Regions from separate parts of the Mus musculus genome. Here all the other regions are linked to region 1. Evidence: chromatin contacts called from public HiCAR-type, HiChIP or PLAC-seq and promoter capture Hi-C data. All regions are on one chromosome and are shown on one strand. The core of a region is the stretch at or near the end of the contact, and the rest is flanking DNA. Distances in the headings are between cores, read along the strand shown.

Region 1 (3,170 bases), core at 356-2,855:
CTCACAATACTATAGGTTTCCTCTTACATGATGTGTCTAGAGTGGTCACAATCAAAGACAAATGATGGCTGGTAGAGGCTAAAGGGAGTAATAGAATAATTCCATGAGTAGTTATCTATTTAAGATAGAAAAAGCCGGGCGTGGTGGCGCACGCCTTTGATCCCAGCACTTGGGAGGCAGAGGTAGGCGGATTTCTGAGTTCGAGGCCAGCCTGGTCTACAGAGTGTGTTCCAGGACAGCCAGGGCTATACAGAGAAACCCTGTCTCAAAAAACCAAAAAAGAAAAAAAAAAAAAAATCCAGAACTGGAGGATACCAGCTGGACAGCAACATGAGTGTAGTTAATGCTACCAAATTCCAAAACCACTTAAGAACAAATGCAATAGAGCTAGGAAATGTCTTGAAGCGTAAAGTGCTTGCCATGCAAACACGAGGACCTGAGTTTGGACCTTCACCATATAAAAACTGAGCATGTCAGCACACAGTAACAGGACCCCACAGCTGTCATCCTGGCACCTGTAACCCCAGCATGGATCTTGTAGGAGAGACAGATTCGGGGGGCCTGCTGGCCAGCCATCTTAGTAAAATACCCAGCTCTAGATTCAACAAGAGAAACACGTTGAAAACTTATTTTAAACATAAGCTACCCAAAAACAACCTCTGGCCTCCACTCATCATATACATATACATATTTGTGTGTGTGTGTAGTGTGTGCATTTCGAAATGATAAACTTGGATAGGTGTATTTTGTCACAGGAAAAAGACCTCAACCTAAACCCCCTGCTTTTTAACCATATACACCTAAATTAGTTTAAACAGCACCAGAACCATAATCTCTATCCAAAAATCTCACGCCCTGACCAACCACAAAACCACATCTCTCCCAGGCTTTTGCCATGACCAGTGAGGAAGGAGGCAGGGAGCCTTTGCAATACAAGGTGTAAGCCCAGAGCTTTCAAGGGAGTGATACCTGAAAACTCCCCATCGATGGCGAAGAAGTCAGCCTCCTCTATGGCCTGGTACACTTTGTGAAGATTAATCTTAAAATCTGCAGAGAAACCAAGAAAAGGCTCAGAACAGGTGGCCTGCCTTCCTGCCCACCAACTAAAGGGAGATGGGAGAAAGGGCCGGAGGAGCTCCCGGGGCATCGGAGAAGCGGAATAAGTGTTCAAGGACCACAAGGGACACCTCCTCCAGGGGTCACTAGATAAAGTATGCACGACTGAAAAGGGCTAGCCCTGAGCAGGTGAGCAGGGAAAAGAAAGGCATGGATGCCAAAGGTGCACGCTTTGCAGAGCGACAAGTCCCACCAGCAGCACCGCTTTTCAGAGGAAGTATTGCCCGGCGGGACTGACTTGTCCCGGGCCCCGCTAAACTCGAGAGGTCTGGGCCTAGCACGCTAGGTGGGCTTGAGGACAGGGATGGGGGTTGTGCGGCGGACACGCACTGCTCCGGATTATCTCCATCCTGCGGCGCAGACGGAACCTTGGCCCCGCCCAGGCTGACGCCGGTCCACGCGCAGAGTTCCGCAGCAAAAGCAGCGTGGGGATGTCGGAGGCCGCCACGAAACAGCACAGGACACTTCCGGAAACAGCGCGCGCCGCTGCGCCTGCGTCAGATCTGTGTCACGTTAGGGGCGGAGCCCGGGCCCTCCGGGCTGCCTAGAAAGGAAAAAGGGGCATTGCTATCAAAGTCTCAAGGCCTGGCCCATATGTTGGAGAAGTTTCCTGTCCTGAACCTGGTTGATCAAGAGACATATGGACTGGTTTCCCCTGGGTCTATAATTCCAGTCTGAGAAGGATGAGGCAGGAGAATTTGCAAATTCGAGGCCAGCTTAGGGAACATAATGAGAGTCTGTCTAAAAATTTTTAAATTAATTTTATATATACAAATATATAATTCTTGCTTAATTTGTGGGGTAAAGTGTTGGAGAAGTATACGTGCGCATTTGTGTGGCGGTCGGTGATCACTAGTAGTAAGCAAAGAAGGACCTCCCGTGGCTGTTCTTGTTCTCCACCTTCCTTGAGACAGGGTCTCTCTCACTGACTGAACTTGTTTCAGCCGGAGTGGCGCCTAAAATGCCAGTCTCTGACTCCCAACACTGGGTTTACAAGATTGCAGGGCTGTGCCTAGCTTTTTTTTCATGGGTGCTGGGGATTTGTCCATGAGTCTGGATGACTCCACAGCAAGTGCTCTTACCCACGGAACCATCTCTATGCCCCATATTGACTGAGTTCCGGTTCTATGCCACTCTGGTAGAAGAGAGACACTGTGATGACAAATCATGGTGGTTGTCCCATTGCAGCGTAAAACTTGGATAAGAAGAAAAAAAAAAAAAAGCCAGGCAGACATCAGACTTGCTACTTGGAAACATGATAGTTGCTATGGAGATAAAGAGCAAAATTCTGCAGCAGAGAGTGTTAGGTAATCAGAAAAGGCAGAGCCATTTTTGGGAGCCTACTTTGTGACCTAACACTCTACAAAAGTGGCAAGTACTCTTAACCTCTGAGCCATCTCTCCAGCCCTACATTCAGCTCACCTCAAAGAGTTTCAGGATTTTGTTAGCCAGCCCCTGCTGGCTTATTCCAGAGATAAAGTGTTCACAGGGGCTAGATAGTTGGCTGTTAACAACTGTAATCTTTCCAATATTTATCCTCCAAAGAGTAAATGAGACCCCGTGTGATGGCTATTCTTGGGTGTCAACTTGACAATATCTGTACTAAGCTACAATTCAGAAATGGAAGGCACACCTGTGAGAGATTTCCTGCTTGATTTACAGTGAGTGAATTCACTTCTAGTCCAGACCTCTGAGGTAGGAAGACATACATGCTTAATCCAGATCTTGAGGCAAGAAGACACACACCTTTAATCTAGATCTTGAGGTAGGAAGACACAACTCTAATCTGGGCCAACCTTCTGCTGGCAGCCTATGTAAGGACCTGGAAGAAGGAAGCGCTTACTCTTTGCCTGCTTACCCTGTAGGAAGTCCATTCCTTCACTGGCATTGAGGCCCTCCTTCCAAAAGACCAACTTAGACATCCAGCCTTGTGAGACTGAACAAGTACTAGAACCTTAGACTTGCTGGTCCCAGCTAGTCATTGTTAGATTATTTCCTCTCATATCTAAATATATACAGTTTGCTTCTTTATTTTAACAGAGTGCATTAGTGAG
Region 2 (3,170 bases), core at 240-2,739, 2.7 Mb before region 1:
GGAATAAAACCATTCATTATTAATGCCTTTAGTGGAATAGGAAGGAGGACAATGGGCCTCTCCCACAGTAAGTAGATCTACAACAAATATTTCTGAGCTGGCCTGAACACCTTTAGAAGGCAGAACAAGGATTGGCTGAGAAGATGAAGTATGGGTGTTATTCTAGGTCAGGCAAGGCAAGCGACACACCCTCTGGATCCTGATCCAACTGATAAAGCCAATCGCTGGAGGAATTAGTGATACCACTCAGCTCCTTTCTCTCTGCATTAGTTCTACTTTAAAAGAGCCAATCTGAGAAGGCTGGAGCGGAGGGCAGAAGAGGAGGCAAGCACCTAGTGGTAGAAATGATTTTCCTTCAAAGGACTCCAATATGGAGTCCAGGAGTCCCTGAACCAGCTTCAGCTCACTCAGGGGAGGACGGTTTAATTCAGAAAAGGCTGGAGGAGCGGCTCAGTGGCACAACCCTGTAATTTCAACACTGTGGAGGCAGAAAAGTCCAGGACCAGCCTCAGCTACATATGGAGTTGGGATGCTAGCCTGGACTATCTAAGACCGTCTCAAAACAGCAAAAAGGGGATGAGCTTAGAGAGCCCCGTGACTTCCACAAACTATTTCCCAATGACTACCGCTCAGTCCAACAGAGAATGACATCAGCTTCACTCTCCGGAAGCACAAACCCGACAAAGTATTAGGTAGGGAATGTCCAAACGACCCTTTCTAAAACACACCCATGCTCTCCTCACCTCTTCCTCTTAAACCTCAACGGAAAGCTGGGGGCACGATACCGAATGACGATCAAAAGCACCGTCTAGACCCACACGGACCTGGAAACCACTGGGAAGTAAGAACTGGGCTGGCAGGACAGGCGGGGGTCACGTCCTCCTTCGCCTGGGCTCTAGACTCCGCGATCCTGAAGTTCCCCTGCTCTCCGATACGCTCGCACCGGTCTGGGAACCCGTGTGAAACTCACAGGGATAAGAGCAAAAGACGCGTGGGCCCGGAACAGCTAAAGAGCATCTGGAAAGTTACTCTACTTTTTCTCTATTCGCTTTTGCTTTCAGAGTACACACAGGGGCGTTCTCCAAATCGCAACTTAGATACTAAAGGTTACTAGAGAAAGTCGCGCCTTTTCCTATAAGCCCGAGGGGCATCATTTGGTGAGGTTCGGACGGAAGCTGGGTAGTCCGAGACTGAGAACCAAACACAACCGCACTGCTGGGACCCCTCGCCCTCAATCCCGCCCAGAGCGCGCCACCCCGGGTCCCACGACATCCCTGCTCGCCCCCCAAGGAGAGCGCGGTGCCCCGGGACTCTAGGCAGGTGGCAAAGCCCGACCCTCGCCTCTGTTGCCGCCCCGTGCCCAGCGCCCCGAATCTGGTGTTCCCCACCGGGCACCCAGCAGGGCCGCACTCACCGCTGCCCGCGCCGCCAGTCGAGCCGGGAGGTCTGCTCTGGCCGCGCGCGCGGGCCGGGAGGGCTCCGGGGAGGCAGGGCGAGCCGGGGGCGGAGATGTTTCGGGGCGTGGCTTGCTGGAAAGGGCCAGATGGGGTGGGGTCTAGGAGGGGAGGAGTAACAGCCTTGAGGCAGGAGGAGTAGGGATGAAGCTACGACCTGAGTGGGCTGGCGAGAGGCGGGGCGCGCGGAGGCGGGGCCAAAAGGTCGGGCGGGAGGCGGACTCTGGAGCCGCGAGGCCTGGGAGAGGGAGGGGAGAGATTATTCTTTGTTTCTAACAGCCACAACTACACCTCCACCAAAGTCAAGGCATAAAGACAACCTACAGAATGGGAGACAACATTTGTATGTTATGTAGCTGATGAAAGTTTATAATTTGAATAAAATTATATGATGAACAGTACTGAGGGTAGAGGCGTATATTCAAGATCGGCCTGATCTAAAACAGTTCCAGGCAAGCTAAGGCTTTATAGTGAGACCAGTCTCAAAAAAACAAAAACTAGCCAGACTGCAGTTCAGCTGTTAGAGGGCTAACATTAGCATGCATGAAAACAGGGTTCATACCCAGCGGCCCATAAATGAGTATAGTGCCACAAGCCCAGCACATTTTACGGCTGAACAGTTTCTCAAAAAAAATGTGGCTAATCTGAGAGACATAGGAAGTTTGAAGCCAACCTCAGATACACAATGAGACCCTGTCTCAACTCATCCCACACATACAAAAAAAAAAAAACATTCTTACAACGTACATGTGTGGGGGGGGTGGGGGGGTGCACGCACACGTGAGCGCACACAAGCTCACAGTAGTGTTTCACTGTGTAGCCCCACCCGGCCTTGAATTCACAGAGATCTGCTTGCTTCTGTCTCCTTAGTGCTGAGGCTAAAAGTGTATGTTACCATGCATGGCTTACATTTTATCCCCTTGCTTTAATGTGAGCACAGTAGCAGACAGAAAAGGCTGCAGGAAGAAAAGGTTTATTTTGGGTCACAGTGTGAGAGGGTTTCAGTCCATCTCCGTGGGAAAGATTTGGCAAAGCTGTTGAGATTATGGCAGCTGAAGCTATGCCGATGCTACTCACATTACAGTAGACCAGGCTGGAGAAGAGGGAGTGATCAGAGACAAGGAATAGAGTTAACCTTCAATGGCCACCCTTAGCAGATAGGCCCTGCCTCCTAAATCCTCCTCTGTAATTTCGGTGCTGGGATGGGAGAGATAGGAAGATCCCTGTTGTTTGCTGGCAGCCAGACTACAGAACTGGAGAGCCTTGGTTCAATTGAGATTCTATACCAAAAAGTATAATGGAGCACACCTGGCAAAGGAAATACCATATTATGGTCATGTAATTGCTTTTCCCTGGGTGAGGCTTATCCATTGTATTCCTCACATGCTGTTCCTAGGGTTTCCCCAAACATGGGTACCTCAAATGCTTAATGTGTGGTATGGGACGAGTAGTTGGGATACAGACTGGGTTCAAGCTCTCCCTTAAATTTTTTTTAATTAAAAAAATAAACACAGAGAACAATTGAAAAAGTCATGTGACATTGGCCTCTGGCCTGTCTACACGCATCTGTGCATGTGTGCTTATGTGTAATAACGTTGGAAGGGAAGGGAAGAAATGCTCTCCCTGGTGCACTGCTGGTACACGTGAGAGGGTGCAGCTGCTGTTCTGATTCCAGGTGGCACACACAACTGAAAACAAGTGTTCCAACGTGTAAGT
Region 3 (3,170 bases), core at 320-2,819, 2.5 Mb before region 1:
CACTTCTGGCTCTAAAAGAGAAAATATTGGGCTAGAGAGACCAAATGCAGGATTGTACACACTCAGCAGTTAAGAGCACTTGCTGCTTTCCCAGGAGATCTGATTTCTGTCACCTGTACCAACACTGGGCTGCTCACAACCTCTTATCTCTGCAGTCTAGGTGGTCTGACATCCTCTTTTGGCTTCTGCAAGCACTGGACACATGTGGCCCACATTCTTACACTCACACTCTGAGTTTTAAAAATTAAAGGGGGTGGGCGGCTGGAGAGATGGCTCAGCGGTTAAGAGCACTGACTGCCCTTCCAGAGATCCTGTGTTCAATTCCTAGCAACCACATGGTGGCTCACAACCATCTGTAATGAGGTCTGATGCCCTCTTCTGGTGTGTTTGAAGACAGCAACAGTATACTCACATACATAAAATAAATAAATGTTAAAAAAAAAAAACAGCCAAAAAACAAAAAAATCCAACCAAACAACTCTCAAGAGATAAATAATTACTTACACTTTGACCCGAAGTTCTTTCTCTGGAATTTTCCATAATATCACCATTAAAAATAAATTTTCGCTCCCACTCAACAGCAATTCATTATTGTTTTTTTTGGACTTTGAGCGATTAGATATTACTTCCACTGCCTTTCTAATCTGCAGAGACAGAGAATAAGTTAATTTTCTCAATCTATGTTAATTGCTCCCACACAGACATATCTGCTTCCTTTGCTCCTTTGGGGGGCGGGGGGCGTTTCAAGAGAGGGTTTTCCTATATAGCTCTGGCCAACCTGGAATACTTAGTCCAGGCTGGCGTCGAATTCAAAAGATTCGCCTGTCTCCCGTGTGCTGGGATTAAAGGCGTGCGCCACAAAGCCTGGCGCTCCTCTTTCTATTGGGCAAATTTCATCAGCGTATCGGGATATTACAATTTGTACCCATTGCAATGTAAGAACCCGTCTAAAACATCTAAGGACTTGCTTCCAAAATCTGTTTACAGGTTGTCCTTTCTACGTAAGAGGACTATTCGGAAGCTTCTCCTGCCCTCTATGAGAAAGGAAGCGGTCAGGAAAGGCGCGTTGGCCCTGCTACCAACACTTTGTGCACGGACACATGACCTGTGATGCTGCAGAACCGAGCGCAGAAGCCCGCTTTCCACAGGAGGCAAACAGGCCAGAAGTGTGAGAAGAGCGAGCCCGCTGGGTGCGTTCCCAGAGGCCAGCCTCGAGCTCCGGAGAGCCCACGCGGTCGCGGGCCCACTTCATTTCCAGCCTCTCGCCCCACACCCTGCGCCGAACGCGGGTCCTAACCACCCTGCTTCCCGAATCGTCGTCCCCAAAAGCCACTCGCCTGCTCTCTGTCCAGCTGTAAAAGAGCGGTCGGGGTCACTTGCACGTCGGTGGTGGTCGCCTCAGCGACCGAGGCACTGGGAGATTCGGACGCAGAGCCCTTCATGTCGCCTCGTGTGGAAGGCCTGTAGAAGTCAGAGCTCATGCGCAGCCCGGAGGCCCGGAACCGGAAAGCAGTCAGTAACACTGCGAGGGGGAGGGGTATCACGTCATTTCCGGCGAGGCGCGAAATTAGATGTTGGGCCCGCCCTCTTGGGTAGATGGTGTTGCGGTCGTAGACTGTGCCCAGAGTTATTCTAGCGGCAGCATCTCCTTTGCCTCCGACTCTTTCTAAGGCTGCAGGCCTGAAAAACCCTGTCGCTCCTTCCGGAGGACACCGAGCGAGCGCCCTAAGGAGAGACTAAAGCCCTCTCTTCAATCCCGTGCTGTCTTCTGCAGAGCGGGAAGCCGTGGCTCCTCCATTCCTTTCTGGCTTCAGGCGTCGGTTTCCCCAAATTGGTGGTATTCCCAGGAAATAAAGAGAAACTGCCAACGCTAGGCGCGGGATGCTGCGCGAGAAACGAAAAAATGAGTCGGTCTCTCAGGAGCTTCGGCCCAGGTAAGACCTTGCGTGAGTGTGAAGGGATAACTTTAGTGTAGGAGAGAATACGCCAGAACGTCCTATGAGTAGTTGCCAAGCATGCCCACTGTGGTGACCGTGCCCAATACCCCGTATTCGAGGTTGTTCTCAGTCAGTTCAGGGAGCTCTCAATAGTACCACCAGTTTTTATTTTCGATTAGTTCGAGACAGAGCCTCTATTGAGACAGAGTATTATTGAGACAGGGTCTCTATTATTGAGACAGGGTCTCTATTATGGCAATTCTGGCTATTCTGGAACTCTATATAGACAGGTCTGACCTCGAACTCACTGAGATCCTCCTGCTTCAGGTTTCAGAGTGCTAGGATTAAAAGCATCCACCAATACGCCCCCACTTAAGTCAAACTCTTCCTATATCACCCAGGGTTACCCGAGTGAGCCTCCTCCTCTACGTCTCAGATGCTAGATTTACAAGAGTGAGCGAGTCCCCTGCCCCCACCTTGTACCGGCACAGTTACATAATTTATTTAGAAATTTTTATGTGAATGTTAAGGATAGTGACAGGTTCAGCTAGCTGTGTGGGAATAAAATGCTCTCCATTGTCAGATGTCTTCCAAAAGTGCTCCTGTGAAGGGACCATGCTCTGCTAGTGTCTGTTGAGGGAGGACCTTGTCCTAATTTAACTTGTAGAATACAAGTCCTTGGCACCTGCTTCTACTTGGCTATTTAGAATCTAGTATAAGATGGACTTTTAACATATTGCAGTGACTTGCTACACTGGGCTTGAGGTATGCAGGCTAACACACTCCAAAGAGCATTGGTGGTCTTAGGTGTTCTCTTGCCTGTATTCAAGTTTGAGAACCAGACGTTTTTGGTTTTTCGAGACAGGGTTTCTCTGTGTAACAGCCCTGGCTGCCCTGGATCTCACTTTGTAGGCCAGGCTGACCTTTAGCTCACAGGAATCTGCCTGCCTCTGCCTCCCAGTGCTGGGAGTAGGGCTTTTTTATTTTATGTATATGTTTTACTTGCCTGTGTATCTGTACACCACATGTGGGAAGTGCTAGTGTAGATCCTCTTAGAACTAGAATTACAGATGGTTGGAAACCACCGTGCGAATGCTGAGAATCAAACTGTAGTCTTCTGGAAGAGCAAGCAGTACTCTTGACACCATCTCTCCAGCCCCAAGCACCAGACTTTTGAGCCAAGGAAATTCCATGAATTCAGATGATAGATCCTTGAGGCGATTGGAAACAGTA
Region 4 (3,170 bases), core at 225-2,724, 2.2 Mb before region 1:
CCCAGAACAGATAGGATTCTGAAAATGATACACCATGAAGGGGCTGATACCACTGAGCCCTGCCTCATAAAGGATGGTGTCCCTGCACCCTTCCGGAATTCTGATTCCTTTCTTCTTGTGTTTTTGAGCCTTTTCCAAATGCAACAGTGATCAAGGAATGCAAGCCCTGGCCTTGGGGTCTCCTGCTGCGTATGGACAAGCCAGTGCTATTATTCACATTAGAAATTGATTGTAGATATGCATGCAGTCCAGTTACCTGCCCGCATTATGCTCTCTGAGCCTCTCTGAGCACCAGCCTGCTTACAGGGGGATGCTGGAACCTGTTGTTATGGCATTTCTATATTCACTGATAATGCATAACCTGCCTCTCTGTGTGTCCTCATTTAAAGGCATCTTGTTTAGAATCTACAAGAGATGTAGCTCAGCTGTAGGAGAATGCTTGCATAGCATGCATAGAGCTCTGGGTTTGATCCCCAGCACCATATAAAACTTGGGAAGCGAAGACAGAAGGATCAGAAGTTCAAAATCATCTTTGGTCACTGTACTGGCTAGTTTTGTGTCGACTTGACACAGCTGGATTATCACAGAGAAAGGAGCTTCAGTTGAGAAAATGCCTCCATGAGATCCAACTGTAAGGCATTTTCTCAATTAGTGATCAAGGGGGAAAGGCCCCTTGTGGGTGGGACCATCTCTGGGCTGGTAGTCTTGGCTCTATAAGAGAGCAGGCTGAGCAAGCCAGGGGAAGCAAGCCAGTAAAGAACATCCCTCCATGGCCTCTGCATCAGCTCCTGCTTCCTGACCTGCTTGAGTTCCAGCCCTGACTTCCTTGGCTATGAACAGTGGTTTGGAGGTGTAAGCTGAATAAACCCTTTCCTCCCCAACTTGCTTCTTGGTCATGATATTTTGTCCAGGAATAGAAACCCTGACTAAGACAGTCACATAGAAAATTCCAGCCCAGGATCCATGAGAGACCATCAGAAACAAACACTGTTGACTTGTTGACATTGGACAGTGATATTTCATGCTTGTCTGAATGAAGCTTACATAATATGTGGGGCCCTTGTACTGGGAACATGGACCTGGAGACTATTCTAACTAGGGAAAGTGACAATACAAACCATAAGAATGTGACAAAGTAGACTACTGAAAGGACGTGTGTTCACGCGTGTGTACACGAGTTGGAAGAGGAAGGCAGTGGTTTCCTGTCTGACCCAGCTGCACACATGCCCACTGAGTGACTAACTCTTCCCTCGTGAGTGAGCGGCTTCCAGAGGGTGTTTGGATTGGTTTTGGAGTTACCAGTAAATTTCAGACATCTGCTGAGCAGCTTCATTGTTTTTCCAGTAGATTCCTGGGGAAACGTTTTGCCTGAGAGTGTTGTGAACACTGAAGTTGCATTTTGGGATGAGTGTAACTTCCTTCTGTCTACTTCCTCCCAGTAGGGAAGCCAGTTCTCCAGGCCAAGGAAGTCCTCTGAGCAGCTTGCTACCTTCTGCCTCAGTGCCTGAGTCCATGACAGTCCGTAAGTACTCTCAGAGGCTGGCATGTGTGCCAGCAGGGCACCTGTGCTTATCCTGTGCAGGTGTGGGCTTTGAAGTGAGCATGAAGTTAGTGAGTGTTTGCTTTCTGTGCACCTGATCGTGGTATCGCTGTAAGCTTCCAGACTATGGCCGGATTGTGGTGCATGGGGGTGAATCTGCTAAAGGATGCAAGGAACCTTCTGTGCCTTGCGGTTTCTAAGCTACCTTCTGTGTGCAGCCAGAGTAAGGCTGTCTTCTGACTTTCCTTGTGACTCTGGACAAATCAGTTTTGCTGATGACATATTCTAATGACAGGTGGTGCAAATCATTTCCAGCTTCAGAGGGAAGTATTAGGGACACGGCAATGAAGAGTGTGTGTGTGATGGCCCGCACCCACACCCACACCCACACCAGCAATTGTTTAACAAGATAGATGTTCAATGACTAGGTCAGTTGGGATTGGGGCCGGTGCCCTGACTGGGGTTGGCAGAGTGGGCTAGCATGAGACTCCATGGTCATCAGAGGCCAGGGCTCTTCCTTTTCCTGACTAGCTGTTGTCTTTGCTTTCTGAGCTCTGGCCATTTCGTTCCTACCCCTAATGGCAGGAAGGAGAGGGGCAGAGGGCAGGCTTTCTGTTTCCATATCACATTCAGAGATCAACACTTGGATAGTGTAAAAATTATGCCTTTTTTCCTCATCAGCCTTTGGGTAAAAATTAACATTTCCTTCAAACACCAAAGTACAACAAACCTTGAGCCCATAGTGGTGATGTCAGATGGAGAGTAACTTTATCCAGAGAAGTTCCAGGCCCCTTTAACATCACCCCAGGATGCCATTTCTGCTTGGAAATGCATTAGTTATCTGAGGTGACATAGAAACTTCCACACGGATCTCCTAGATCTCCAAGCCTGGACCTTTCTGTTTACGTGAACACTCTCCAGAGCCATGTTCCCTATGAGCTGAGGTTTCCCACAGTCCTCTGGCTGCAGAGCAGGAACTGCTAGTGTGAGTTCTGTTGCTGTGCAGGGCTGAACAGATACTTAGGTCTATGTGAGGACGACTTGTCTGTCACCTTCTCCTAGTGGCCAGGCATGGTTCCCAGAGCCCTTCTCAGCCTCTCTCCAGTGTGGGGTATGGAGCAGGTGAATTGGTTCTCTGGGGGCTGCCATGGATCTTGCCTCTGAGCCTCCCAAGCCATTTCCATCCCTGACAAAGCCACCAGCTTGGTCAGTTCCTTTCCCATGAGGACATTCTTGTGATACCTCTGAGCTGTGCCTGCAGCAGGGACTCAGCCCGTTTTATTTTCATTCATCTCTTTTTTTTAGAAATTAATCCTAGTTGTTTCTGGTCATCTTTGGCTTGAGACCTATCAGGAATTCCCAGCCAACCTTCTGAAGGAAAGGCCCACATTGGTGGGCCATTTGACTCTGGGTGTCTGGTAGTTATATGGGCTGTGCAGAACAGTTGTTTGTGAATGGGTGGGTGGGTTAGCCTTTGTTTTCAGGGGTGATTTCATGTGGGAAGGCTTTTCTTGTCCACTCTGCTCCTGCAAGATAAGGACCATGCCTCTTTCAGAAATGTGGGTGCCTCCACCCACCCCTGCTTTATCTGTGAGAGGGATAGGAAGGGCTGTCTGTGTAGCCCTACAGG
Region 5 (3,170 bases), core at 292-2,791, 2.2 Mb before region 1:
GCACCAGCATTGCACAACAGTTACTACTAGCAGTGACAATAGCGTACTGCCACCAAAGGCTCAAATTTAGGCCAGAGGCTTCCTCAGGAGGGGCATGCTCTTGTGCTCACCTGGTTTTTCTTACCGCTGACGTAATGCCTGGCTCAAATAGGTCTCAGTGAAGTTGGTCTGGTGAGGGAGGGAAGTGTTGTGGGGCTAGTGGTGGTGTGACCTGACCCAAGTTATCTCCAAGGAATGCCCACTGGGCTCTTCTTAGTTATAGCTCAGTTCTAGGGAGCTCTTGGACTTGCTTGTTACCTGTTCCAAGACTATTTTGCTCACCATTTGGGAAGTGAAGCTTTCTGGAAATCCCTTCTACTTTAGCTTTAGCTAGTGAGAGCATTCATGGATGACAGAAGCCCACTTAGAGGCCTCTGAAGAAGGGCAGTGGAGTGGCTAGGGAACTCCTGCTGTGAAGGAGACCTGTTTCTCCACATCTCTCTATCCTTTTTCTTGCAGTTGGCTTCATTATCAGGTTTGATCTTCTCTCATGGTGACTAGAGGATCTGTAACAGACCATGGCTGTGCTGTGCCCAGCCACTTCACCTCGTCTCCCCAGCAGCAGGCATCTCTTGCTCTCAGGCCCAGATCAACGCTCCCTGTATCCAGGAGGTGGCATCCTTTCCTTTCTGAACTGCAGGAGTGAGTGTGGGGCTGGAGAGGACTTCCCTAGATGGGCAGCAGTGACTGTAGACTTCCCATGGTGATTCCTCCCCATCCCATTTAGGTGCTTTAGATGTTCCAAATTAATGTATTAGTGGCGTTGGGCCGACAGCCCTCAGTGGAATCTGACAGGAGTGAGTACACTATGCTACCTCCTCTGGCTGCTTTCTGTGGTTTATGTCTCACAAACTGTGACCTCTAGTGACCTTGTTAGTCATCTATTTTGCCGTCTTTGGACTTCATGCTAGCAGATTTGCTGTTCCTTTTTTGTAAACATTCTTGGTGACACTCCTAATGTCCATAACTAATATAACATACATATAACACAAGTGATTTAGGAAGCTAGCTTATAGTTTATGTGAAAGAGAAATGAACAAGAAGCCATTCATAATAGAAGCAGACTCTGTTCTACATTGGTTAGGATAGTTCTGGGACAGAGTGAACCACAGATGCCAGCTCTCTGCTGGCAGGGCCAGCCTAGTCTCTCCAGGGCTGAGTGGGATGGTGACTGTTGCAGCCCAAAACAAACACACCCAGGCCGGGAGTCTGTCAGAGCAGGAACTTGTTTTATTGTAGCAGTCTTTCCTTTATATAGGGTTGAAGAAAGAGGTGGGGATTTTTGGTGAGGTGAGATGATGTAGAGGGCGGGGAAGGATGCCGTAGGGTATAGGGTGACTGACAGAGCCAATAAAGTTATTCTACATCAGTGGTAGCTAGGCAAAGGCAGGCTTAAGCAGAAAGTGCTGAGTCACTCCAGTACGGAAGTGAGCAAGACAGGTCTCTAAACTAGAGCAAAGACTCAGACTTCCTCACTAGGCCTCAGTATCTGGCGAATAAGGCCCAACCCACAGCTTATAAAGCACTTCCTGGTCCACAGCTTGCACATAGAGAGGGAGGACCAGAGTGGCTGTTTATAGCAAATACGGAATGAAAATGCAGAGTGCAGCAGACCCCAGAGGAGAAGGGCTGTCAGCATCTGTGAGAGGCGGCTCCAGGTTCAGATTCTACACCAGTCTCCTACAGATGGCCCTAGGAGGCCGAGCCAGCACTGTGTACTGCCCCAGCCTCTCAGAAGGAATGGTGTCTTCAGCCTACTCTACATTTTGGCCTGACTATGCCGCCAGGCATGCCTACTTATCCCACACCTGAAGGGGGCAGCATTGCCACCAAGAGAATCCCTGCCTCAGCCTTTTCCCTTGTCCTTTTTCTCAGGACCATTGGCAGAAACACTGCAGAATGTATGTTTAGTCATCCTCTTGACCTGATTCCCCACGTGATCTTCTGAGCACCTACTGTGTCCAGTCACCCTTCCCTCTGCCTCCCTCATTCAGGCTACTGGACGAGTCACTTGTCTGGTGTGATGAGCTGAGAGTCCCACCTTTGCTCCATGCTCAGCAGCAGCCCCAGGTCCCTAACTTGCAGCTGAGAGCAGGGGAATCCATGTATAAGTCGGGACTTGTGTGTTAGGCCCAAGCATCAGGATAGGCAAAGATCTGTCTCAGTGGAAACTGCTCACCTGTAGTCTGGTGCTGCCGGAGTTCTTCCAGGCTCTGTAGTTTACCTTGTTCATTTGTTAACTCTTCAAAGAGCAGCTGTTTTGTGGTAAGCTTTATCAGTTAGAAATGAACAGAGCATGGCTGCGTGAGCCTATGTGTTTAAATTGAAGAGGGGTGGGTGGGGTGGGATGGGGTGTATAGACACAGATGTTAAACATTTGGCTGAGTGATTCTGTGCGCCAGCCATGCTCAGGTGTAAGTGTGGCATGATGTGGGGCAGGGGTGGGATTAGTTTTGCGTCAGTTTACTTTAGTCTTTGGGTTTGTTTGGTTTTTGTTTTTGTTTTGGCAGAAGCTTGGTAGATAGCCCAGGTTGTTCTTGATGTTCTTGAACTTAGTGTATAACCTAGGCTGGCCTTGAACTCAGAGTCCCATTGCCTCAGCCTTGAAAATATTAGGATTACAAGAGTGTGCTACCATTGTCAGCTCTGTCTGAGGCTGGGGTAGAGGGAGGTGCCTCAGGCACCATTTAAGGAAATACTTATTTACATAGGAGCCTCTGTTCCCAGTGGATGTGGGATGGCAGATGGCCACTTAGTGCCTAATGCTTCTCCTTTGGAAAGCCAGGGTGAAACAGTCTTACTCTTATAGATTTTTTTGCAAGAGTTAATGCTGATAAGTGCCACCCAGAGGCCCCTGCAGGTATCCTTAGCCAGAGCTGGGACCATGGAAGTAATTTATTCCTACACCTCAAGGCTACAGTCACTTTTTGGAGTTCATCTGGCTTGGTGTTGCTCAGACATAACTAACGTTCTAATAAAGAATTCTCTGGGTTAAAGTGCTAACCATGCTGCTTAGCTCTGGCTGCACATTTCAGTCCCCAGGGGAAGCTTACAGAACTATTAGGCCCAGGCCACCTTCCAGACTAATTAAGTTAGGCTTTCTAGAGGCGAGACCCAGACTGCACAGGTCT
Region 6 (3,170 bases), core at 192-2,691, 2.2 Mb after region 1:
CAGAGCTTTCAGGTGCGGCCCAATAGTGGCCACGGTAGCCTGTCCTTCTGAGACATTCTAATTGGCCCCGCTGTCTTGTAAACACAACTTTTCATAAACGTAGTGAGTGGACCCAGGTATCAAAACAAGCATGTTGTCTCACTGAAAACAGCCTCGGAATGTGGTCTCTCTGAGGGATAAACACGTGTTCTCTAATCATGCTTCTATGGCATCCAGGGCTAAGAACCACGAACGTCTCCTAGGGTTTTCCTGTGCATGCATATCACATGTGCGCTGGCTTTAACCCCAGAGGCAATTAGTTACAATAGCAACATCATATGCCATTTATAAACATCACTGATCATTATGAAATTCCAAGGCTGTGTTTACCTTTTTTTTCCAAAAAAAGCCATTAAATATTCCACAGCCCCTCATTAGGATTTTCCTCAGGAACTGAAGGTAGGAGCTAGGCTGCTCTGTGTAAATCAGCTGATGTTTGTTGTCAGAACACCTGGTGAATCGGAATGAATTAGGGGAGGGATATGAGGGACACATCTGAATTTGGACAGATGATTTTCTTGACTTTTGCTTGAGACAGGCCATCAGGCACTTGAACTCCTGGGGTTCAACTACCCACCTAGCCTATCAGGTTTGAGTAGCTGGGGTTGAAATTTCTCTTCATCTTTTCACGAATTTTGAAGAGCTGGCAACTTAACACCTCTTTGTGAGTACTGATGTAAATCTTAGCTTTCTCTCAGCAAGCCACAATTTCAGAATAATATCCCTTTTGGGTACAATTTGCAAGAAAAAGAAACAGCAAGATGCTATGCTACCACCAGGTGGCACAGCTTTAATAACCAAGAAGAAATGCCAGAGCACCCAAGATCCGCTGTCAGGTGCGGAGAAACGCACCGCGGTTAGGGTGGCCATCACTCTTCCGTTGGCTTTGTGGTCAGCGGGGAGCCCGGTTGATCTGTCCGTCTATCAGGCTCTGTTGCTGAACCTAACCTCGACGGCAGCTGGGCCTGGGCACTCCGAGAGGTGTAGCTGGAGAGGGTTCGAATTTCAGGAGGCTCCCACTGGCTGCGCTCACTCTGGACCGCCGGAGGCTGAGGCCCGGGTCCGCGAACCACGGTTCACTAGTTCTGGTCTCGTGGCGGAGGTGCCAGGACTCGAGCTGCGGAGCCTTGATCCCTGTTCCGCCTTTGCTATGTCTGAAGGCGTCCTGCTTTGCGCGTGTCGGGGCCAAATCCAGATTTTCATTTCGCTCCAGGCTTGGACGGCTAAGTAGGTCCAAACCGCACAAACAGGAAGGAGGGAAGGCAAGGAGTGCGGGCAGAGGGCGGGTCGTTCCCAGCAGCACCCCAGTCCCTCCCCGCTCCGGTCTCCGACCCACTGGGGCCGGGGCGGGGCGTGCGCGTCAGCTGGGGCTAGAAAAGGCGGCGGTCCGGCCCGGCGAGGTGACAGCCCAACTTGGACGCCAGGTCCGGCCGACGCCGCCATGAGCGCCGCGCTTTTCAGCCTGGACAGCCCGGTGCGCGGCACACCCTGGCCCACAGAACCCGCGGCCTTCTACGAGCCAGGCAGGGTGGACAAGCCCGGCCGAGGGCCCGAGCCAGGGGATCTGGGGGAGCTGGGCTCCACGACTCCTGCCATGTACGACGACGAGAGCGCCATCGACTTCAGCGCCTACATTGACTCCATGGCCGCCGTGCCCACCCTAGAGCTGTGCCACGACGAACTCTTCGCCGACCTCTTCAACAGCAACCACAAAGCGGCCGGCGCGGGCGGCCTGGAGCTGCTGCAGGGCGGCCCTACGCGACCCCCGGGTGTGGGGTCTGTCGCTAGGGGGCCGCTCAAGCGCGAACCCGACTGGGGCGACGGCGACGCGCCGGGCTCCCTGCTGCCGGCGCAAGTGGCGGTGTGCGCGCAGACAGTGGTGAGCTTGGCGGCCGCGGCTCAGCCCACTCCACCCACTTCGCCGGAGCCTCCTCGAGGCAGCCCGGGGCCGAGCCTCGCGCCCGGCACAGTCCGAGAAAAGGGCGCGGGCAAGAGGGGTCCGGACCGCGGCAGCCCGGAGTACCGGCAGCGGCGCGAGCGCAACAACATCGCTGTGCGCAAGAGCCGCGACAAGGCCAAGCGCCGCAACCAGGAGATGCAGCAGAAGCTGGTGGAGTTGTCGGCCGAGAACGAGAAGCTGCATCAGCGCGTGGAGCAGCTCACCCGGGACCTGGCTGGCCTCCGGCAGTTCTTCAAAAAACTGCCCAGCCCGCCTTTCCTGCCGCCCACCGGCGCCGACTGCCGGTAACGCGCGGCGTGGGCCTTTGAGACTCTGAACGACCTATACCTCAGACCCCGACAGCGGGGAGCAGACGCCGCCCGAATCGCTAGTTTCTTTGGGACCTGCGAGCGACAGGAAGCTGCAGCTTGGGCACTGGACTGCGAGAGAAGCTATATTAATCTTTCCCCTTAAATTATTTTTTATAATGGTAGCATTTTCTACGTCTTATTACCATTGCAGCTAAGGTACATTTGTAGAAAAGACATTTCCGACAGACTTTTGTAGATAAGAGGAAGAGACTGCGCATGCTTTTTATATTCATTTTTACAGTATTTGTAAGAATAAAGAAGCATTTAAATCGCTGCAGCTTCCTATGTTCATTCTCTCCCGCACACAACATACTGAGACTTCACCAGGGAAAAGCAAGCACCTGGGAGCCACCCGACCAGGTGCGTTGCCCACACGGGGTAAGGAGATGGACGCGTTTCCTCGCGGTCTCTATTGCCCGCGGAAGGAACACGGGAAAGCATGACTAATTCATGTGTGTGATCCCAGAGTAGGCTGACCTGGGGCGGAGAACAGTTGGCCTAACTTTTAGGTGGTTGCCGAAGGGTGAGGGGGTGGAAGAGAGCTGGGAGTCTGAAACTTGATTCCTCGTTGCCTCTACTTTCCTCAATCTAGGGACAACGTGTAGATTTAAAAATGTGTACCAGTACAAATTAATATCCTAGTATATAAAAAGGGCAGCCCCAAAAGCCAGTAATTGTAATGTTTGCGGGCTTAACCCCCCCCCCCCCCAAAGCTATGTGCCTTTCTACTAAGATACTGGTTGTTCCAACCCCTTCCCTGATCTGCACGGCCTGTTGTACAGAAAACACAAACCCTCCAGGGTCTAAATACATAGCTTTGT

Evidence for each region. Promoter capture Hi-C pulls out the DNA fragments that hold promoters and counts their contacts. HiCAR-type assays count read pairs that join an accessible place to other places. HiChIP or PLAC-seq counts read pairs in DNA pulled down with a chosen protein or histone mark.
Region 2: a contact with region 1 is called in an H3K27ac HiChIP or PLAC-seq map of extraembryonic endoderm stem cells, with 10 times the contacts expected there. The contact joins the promoter of Litaf here to the promoter of Parn in region 1. A contact is called at or near these places in 1 of 39 promoter capture datasets (pre-B cells) and 2 of 115 datasets of contacts at active chromatin or transcription factors (extraembryonic endoderm stem cells and stem cell-derived neural progenitor cells).
Region 3: a HiCAR-type map of astrocytes shows a contact between it and region 1, with 5 times the contacts expected there. The contact joins the promoter of 2610020C07Rik here to the promoter of Parn in region 1. A contact is called at or near these places in 6 of 39 promoter capture datasets (embryonic stem cells, hippocampal neurons, liver and 2 more), 3 of 115 datasets of contacts at active chromatin or transcription factors (astrocytes, cardiomyocytes and embryonic stem cells) and 1 of 9 other capture datasets (adipose tissue).
Region 4: a promoter capture Hi-C map of pre-B cells shows a contact between it and region 1, with 7 times the contacts expected there. The contact joins the enhancer-like site here to the promoter of Parn in region 1. A contact is called at or near these places in 5 of 39 promoter capture datasets (3T3-L1-derived adipocytes, hippocampal neurons, liver and 1 more) and 2 of 115 datasets of contacts at active chromatin or transcription factors (astrocytes and forebrain).
Region 5: a promoter capture Hi-C map of liver shows a contact between it and region 1, with 5 times the contacts expected there. The contact joins the enhancer-like site here to the promoter of Parn in region 1. A contact is called at or near these places in 4 of 39 promoter capture datasets (hippocampal neurons, liver and pre-B cells) and 1 of 115 datasets of contacts at active chromatin or transcription factors (astrocytes).
Region 6: a promoter capture Hi-C map of pre-B cells shows a contact between it and region 1, with 7 times the contacts expected there. The contact joins the promoter of Cebpd here to the promoter of Parn in region 1. A contact is called at or near these places in 3 of 39 promoter capture datasets (liver and pre-B cells), 1 of 115 datasets of contacts at active chromatin or transcription factors (astrocytes) and 1 of 9 other capture datasets (liver).

The regions. Positions count from the first base shown.
Region 1 is chr16:13,666,565-13,669,734 of GRCm38.p6, forward strand. Parn (poly(A)-specific ribonuclease (deadenylation nuclease)) reads right to left here and starts at 1,606. Exons shown (of 24, transcript NM_028761.3): 1 at 1,447-1,606; 2 at 970-1,047. The coding sequence starts at 1,465.
Region 2 is chr16:10,991,632-10,994,801 of GRCm38.p6, forward strand. It overlaps Litaf (LPS-induced TN factor), which reads right to left and starts at 1,490. Exons shown (of 4, transcript NM_019980.2): 1 at 1,415-1,490.
Region 3 is chr16:11,201,814-11,204,983 of GRCm38.p6, forward strand. 2610020C07Rik (RIKEN cDNA 2610020C07 gene) reads left to right here and starts at 1,570. Exons shown (of 3, transcript NR_038156.1): 1 at 1,570-1,934. Rsl1d1 (ribosomal L1 domain containing 1) reads right to left here and starts at 1,479. Exons shown (of 9, transcript NM_025546.2): 1 at 1,338-1,479; 2 at 505-644. The coding sequence starts at 1,442.
Region 4 is chr16:11,419,262-11,422,431 of GRCm38.p6, forward strand. Snx29 (sorting nexin 29) reads left to right here. Exons shown (of 21, transcript NM_028964.4): 11 at 1,443-1,522. Among named protein-coding and RNA genes, the nearest start is that of Snx29, 98 kb to the left of the region's middle. Within about 2 kb of position 1,475, at least 53 of the 459 cell types and tissues checked have an H3K27ac peak or open chromatin away from gene starts, as enhancers often do. A contact at or near this core is called in pre-B cells, where this site is marked.
Region 5 is chr16:11,455,035-11,458,204 of GRCm38.p6, forward strand. The region is part of intron 13 of Snx29 (sorting nexin 29); the gene reads left to right. Among named protein-coding and RNA genes, the nearest start is that of Gm32100, 130 kb to the right of the region's middle. Within about 2 kb of position 1,542, at least 253 of the 459 cell types and tissues checked have an H3K27ac peak or open chromatin away from gene starts, as enhancers often do. A contact at or near this core is called in hippocampal neurons, liver and pre-B cells, where this site is marked.
Region 6 is chr16:15,885,845-15,889,014 of GRCm38.p6, forward strand. It overlaps Cebpd (CCAAT/enhancer binding protein (C/EBP), delta), which reads left to right and starts at 1,442. Exons shown (of 1, transcript NM_007679.4): 1 at 1,442-3,170. The coding sequence starts at 1,481. The coding sequence ends at 2,287.